Regions from separate parts of the Mus musculus genome. Here region 2 is linked to region 1. A link is a contact called in public Micro-C data. All regions are on one chromosome and are shown on one strand. The core of a region is the stretch at or near the end of the contact, and the rest is flanking DNA. Distances in the headings are between cores, read along the strand shown.

Region 1 (2,954 bases), core at 415-2,914:
GTCTTCTGCAAAAGCAGTCAATGCTCTTAACCACTGAGCCAATTGTTTAGCTTCCCTCTCTCTTCCCCATAGTTAAGAGAGTCTCAGAAGGAACACTGGGCTCTGAAACAGTGTTGGAAGTATGGGGACGCTGTTTTGCAAGGAATCTCTAGGAGGTGGAGCCTCGCTGGAGGAAATGCTTTGATGGAGAGTAGGTCTTTACGTTCATGGCTGTTCTACTTCCTGTCCCATTTCTGCTTCCTGGTCCGCTGGGATGTGATCAAGTCCTGCCATGTGCTCTCACCACTATGGGGCCACCAGCCACCATCCCTTTCCTTTAGTGATGGTTATATCCTTTTAAACTATAAGCCAAAATAAACCCGTACTAGTCAAATTAGTAAGCGGCAGAGGAAGCTGGGAGTGGTAATGCCTGCTTGCAATCCCAGCATGCAGGAGGCTAAGGCACGGCTGGGAGAATAGCTTGGCCTATGTGTAGGAAGGCTGCAGCTCGGCAGTAAAGCACCTTCCTGACGAATTTAAGGTCCTGAGTTTGATTCCCAGTACTACAAACAAAGGCAACAAAACCCGATGGTCCTATGCCCATGTTCTTCATCATAGTTAAACAACCAAACTTGGGATTTTCTTCGTAACACCATGGCAAGAGGCTGAGGGTGGGCTCTAGTGAACACCCCGAGGGTGAGCTCGGAAGCCGCTGGTTTTTCAGTTCAGGTCCTGACCCTGGCTGACACCTTAATTCTAGCCTTCTGAGAGAGCCTGAGGCAGGATCTAGCTAAGCTAGGCCCAGTGTGTTAGTCAGCTTTCTGTTGCTGTGACAAAAATCCTCTAGGTAAATAACTTCAGAGGATAAAAGGTCAGTTTTGGTTTGGTTTCTGGTTTCAGTCGACAGTTGCTTGACCCAGTTGCTTTGGGCCCTGGGCAGCGGAGTATATCATGGTAAGAGCATACAATGGAGGTGTGTGCTCACCTCATGACAGTCAGGAAGCAAAGACACAGGATGGCTTGGGTCCCCATATCTCCTTTAATGACATGTGCTCCTGACCTGTCTTCTTTACATGTCCCCATCTTGTTCCACCATCTCCCAACAGCCTGGCTTTTCACTTGTCTTCTTGAATGCTGTACAACCTGAGTCAAGTTCCATGCGGTAGGAACTGGTGTTTCTCACTGCCATTTGTTCCTGCTCCTCTCTTTTTCTTGGGAACACCAAGGGGTTATGTCCCAATTCCTTGCGTGTGGATGTTAATTGTTGGGCTCTGAGCAGAAATTCGACTGGTCCCTTAAGGCTGAGGCGAGAATGAGCTGTGGGCTTTCTCACTTTATCTAAACCTGTCCCTGGAAGGGGAGGGTGATGGGGCTGACACAGTTGGAGAAGGTAACAGAGTTGCAGTGTGGAGAGAACTTGGCTCTCTATATAACTGACCACTAGAGGGAGTCCTCCCCACTTACTGGACAAGGCTGCGGAAAGGCAACCCTGTTGTCACTTGTTAAACTGTGAGATTTTTTTTTTCCTTTTAGTAGCAATTCTCTATTCTGACAAACTTGATATCCAACCCCTCTGAATCGTGGCTATTTTTGGCTGCTTGGTCAGTTAAACGGATTAACTTGGTGTATAGTGCTGGTGTGCGGTCCAGGGATGCCAGCTGCTGTCTGTGAGCTCCGGAGAGGATGCAGATTTTTGCCAGCAATGTCAGGACTCACATTCTCACAGCATCACCAGAAGGTGCCAGCGTGCCGACCACCTGATTGGGCCAGCCTCTGTCCTAAGGATACTTGATGTGGCGTATCAAGACCAGTGATGAGACCACTCTTGAGACCAGTGATGAGTGCAGTGTTAGTCCCAGTGAGGATCGTAGCAGCTGAGGCCATGACGAGTTACAGACACAGCAAAGGGCAGACTATAGACTCCCAGTGCTTCAGCCTCAAGACAAGCTCCATGAGTTTTTGGAAAAAGTGACAGAGAAAAAAATTATGTCTCTCTACAACGTCCATCTACTTTCTTTCTCTCTGGGGAAGCGTTGCTTTTCCTCTTCAGCTTTCTCTCCACGACAGAAGGATCTGCCTGCATAAATTAATCTTTCGGCTTATGCTTGGCTCCAGATGTGGAAGGACGGTCTTCCTTCTTTCTCTGTTCCAGGGTCCCATGTGTGTGTTTTGTTTGAATCCTGTGGGCTCTGTGTGAAGCTGTGCAGAGGGAAATTGGTTTGGGAACCCAGCCCATGTCCCAGTCTTTCCCAGCTCCCCTCAGCACTGGGTCTCTTGAGGCCACAGGGACACTTTAAAGCTCTTACCATTTCAAAGACAGTACAAACTGTGGTGGGATTATAACTCTGAAAGTGGCCTTTTCCCTTTTTCCCGTGGAGTGTTCCAGAAGCACCTTCCATTTCTTTATTTCTTTGTGGAGCAGAGGAAGATTTTGTTTGCAATCCCACAAGAATCAGAAAAGTTTCAACTTTTGGGTGTTTTTATTCAAATCCAGATACATCGGGGCTGGAGAAATCCATCTGCCTCTAGCCTTATTTTTTTTTCCAATTTCTATGGCTTCTTTGGGAATTTTACATTATGCACCCTGATCAAATTCATTCCTCAGAATTTCCATGTCCTTCCCTGCACCATTGTGGCCTCCCCCAACCCCCAAAATAAGATAAAAATTGGACCCATGTCCAATTTGAGTCATTTGACCACTGGAGCATGGTCAAACTCTCCACGGCCTGCCACTTAAATAGAACCGAGTCTTCCTGTTTCCGCAGAAGACGTCGCTTGTGGGGAGCTACACTTGAGCATCCTATCACACCTTTTAAGAGTTCTCTTTCTGTTTAGGTTCACACTCTTTTTTGAGATCGGATTAGGAGGTGTTTAGCCTCCTCAGCATCCTGGCTTAGTCTTCCAAGTGCCCAGATTACACACTCAGTTTAGAGGGTGAAATATGTTCAACAATGTAACTTTTTTTGGTTGTTATT
Region 2 (2,700 bases), core at 201-2,700, 280 kb after region 1:
ATGAGGCTTAGCAAGAGGAAGTCAGGTCATTGGGGGCGTACTCTTGAATGGATGTGGAATGCTAGTCCCACCCCCACTGTATAGCACAAGTGAGTAGTTTGCCTCTGCTATGTGCCATAATGGTTTCGTTTGTTTGCTTGCTTGCTTGTTAGAACCAACAATGGTTTGGTCAAGTGTCCATAGACTGAAACTGGAAATTCTGAGCCTAAATTTTTGTTTGTTTGCCTGGTATGCATTTGCATATGCTCATGTTTGTGTGTGTGTGCGTGCGTGCATATGTGTGTGAAGGTGCACATGCATATGTGTGTAAATACATGTACAGTTCAGAAGACAACCTCAGGTATCATTGCTTAGGTACTGTGCACCTTGGTGGGGTTGCTGTGGTTTGTTTATTTGTATTTTTCAGACAGTATCTCTCACTGGAACTGGCTGGCCAGTGAGCCTCTGGAATTGACCTAACTGTCTCTCTAGTATAGGCATCACAAGGACATACCATTGTACTTGGCTTTTTTTTTTTTTTTTAACCTGGATTCTGCCAATCATACCCTGGTCCTGTGTTTACAAGGAAAACACTTTACCCACTGGATTATTGTCCCAGCTCAACTTTTGGCCTTTATAAGTTATCTCAGGTATTTTGTGAGAAAGGGGAAGTGATTTCTTCTCCTCTTGAGGAAGTCCTGAGTTTTTTTTTCTAAAGGTAGGCCTCTTCCCGCAACATTTCAGGGACCAGTTGGGTCCATATCTTTTTCTTTTCTTTTCTTTCCATATCTTTTTCTTTTCTTTCTTTTTCTTTTTATTTATTTATTTGTTTTTTTTTGGATATTTTCTTTATTTATATTTGAAATGTTTTTCCTTTTCCAGGGCTCCCCTTCAGAACCCCCCCTACCCCATCCCTCCTCCCCCTGCCTCTATGAGGGTGCTTCTCCACCCACCCACTACTCCCATTTTCCCACCCTGGCATTACCCTACACTGGGTCATTGAACACCCTCAGGTCTGAGGGCCTCTCTTCCCACTGATGTCCAACAAGGCCATCTTCTGCCACATATGTGGTCAGCACCATGGGTGGCTCCATGTGTATTCTTTGGTTGGTGGTCCAGTCCCTGGGAGCTCTGGTGGGGTCTGGCCTATTGACACTGTTGCTCTCTTCATGGGGCTGCAAAAGCACCCACATTTCACATTCTGCCTTCATGTAATGTTGTTCATACAACAGAGGCCAGTGAAGTGCTCTTTGTGCCAAGCATAGTTATGGTGGCTGGAGATAACCTCTGTGAAAATGCCAAATGAGGCAAACACCATGTCAGTCCCCCCCCCCCCCCACTGTAGGCACATGTTAACTCAAGCAGCAGGGGTTGGAGGGATGACTTAGTGAGTCAGCAAACTCGCTGCTCTTCCAGAGGACATAAGCTTAATTTGTATCACCCAAATTGTGACTCATAACCATCTGTAAATTCAGTAACAAGATCTCTGACGCCCTCCTCTGTCCTCAATAGGCTGGCTGTAGGCACATACATGGTTCACAGCTGTACCTAGAGACAAAACACCCATACATATTAGAAGAAGGAGGAGGAGGAGGAGGAGGAGGAGGAGGGGGAGGAGGAGGAGGAGGAGGAGGAGGAGGAGGAGGAGGAGGAGGAGGAAGAGAGAGAGAGAGAGAGAGAGAGAGAGAGAGAAAGATTAAGCAGCAGCAGCAGCAGCAATAGCAGCAATAAAACAACCACACAAAATGCAGCCAAGCCTGAAACCAAGAAGGGGGAACCTCGGAAACCAGAAACAAAGGGAAGGTCTCAAGTCAAGTCCCGTGGGAATGCCATTGAAGATTTCAGGAAGTGACTCTGGTAAGGGTTTAACTGAGTGCTGCATGGAAATTTCTAGAGATGTTCAAACTACAGCCTAGGGTCTGGTGGGGGTGGAGCATTGTCTGAGAAATTCAGTGCTTACCTGTGGTTCTTGAAAGTCAAGGAATCTTACACCGCAGGCAGAGACATTAGTTACTACCTCAGGGGACAGCTGCTTCCACATTCAGGAAACAGACTTATATGACCCCTCTTCTCACACACACACACACACACACACACACCACACACACACACACACCACACACACACACACACACACACCCCTAGAACATTCTAGAAGATTAGCAGACAATAAAAAATGAAACAATGAACATATTATAATCGTTCTATTTTGTATTTGGTTATTCCTAGTATGTGAAATTTACAAGTTAATGTTTATCATAGGTTGGTATGTATAGTAGAACGAGTACATGTGGAGTTTGCTACTCTCTGTGATTTCAGGTATCCACTGGAGATATTGGTGGCACGTGTCTCCCAGAGACATGAGTGCACTATTGTAGCTCTTAGAGGCCACCTCCTAGGACAATGTGATATGTACTAGAGGGTGACTGGCTGAGAAAGCAGAGGATTCTGGAGTGTGTGACATCCAATTTCAGTCCTGAAAGGGGAGGAGGAGGCCGTAAGTAAGGTAGAAGGGAAGCAACTTTCTGGGCAGGGGAAGCAGCAGACACCCAAGTCCTGAGACCAGAATAATTTAGAAAAGTTATAGAAAGATGAAAAATGGCTAGGTATCCAGAACAATGAGTCAGACGGTAGGAGAGTTCAAGAGTTGTGGGATAGGCTTTGATGTCTTCTCAGGGTGGAGGGGAGTCAGGTAGGTATGACCAAGGCAAGGGCATGACT

The links. Hi-C and Micro-C count contacts between places; a contact is called where the count stands out from the background.
Region 2: a contact with region 1 is called in a Micro-C map of muscle stem cells, with 7 times the contacts expected there. The contact joins two enhancer-like sites. A contact is called at or near these places in 1 of 39 promoter capture datasets (stem cell-derived epiblast-like cells), 7 of 484 Hi-C or Micro-C datasets (adipose-derived mesenchymal stem cells, cortical neurons, embryonic somatosensory cortex and 3 more), 1 of 115 datasets of contacts at active chromatin or transcription factors (astrocytes) and 1 of 9 other capture datasets (embryonic stem cells).

Annotation. Positions count from the first base shown.
Region 1 is chr7:73,652,962-73,655,915 of GRCm38.p6, forward strand. No RefSeq gene overlaps it. Among named protein-coding and RNA genes, the nearest start is that of Gm26176, 8.4 kb to the left of the region's middle. Within about 2 kb of position 1,665, at least 7 of the 459 cell types and tissues checked have an H3K27ac peak or open chromatin away from gene starts, as enhancers often do. A contact at or near this core is called in muscle stem cells, where this site is marked.
Region 2 is chr7:73,934,496-73,937,195 of GRCm38.p6, forward strand. No RefSeq gene overlaps it. Among named protein-coding and RNA genes, the nearest start is that of St8sia2, 78 kb to the right of the region's middle. Within about 2 kb of position 1,451, at least 3 of the 459 cell types and tissues checked have an H3K27ac peak or open chromatin away from gene starts, as enhancers often do. A contact at or near this core is called in muscle stem cells, where this site is marked.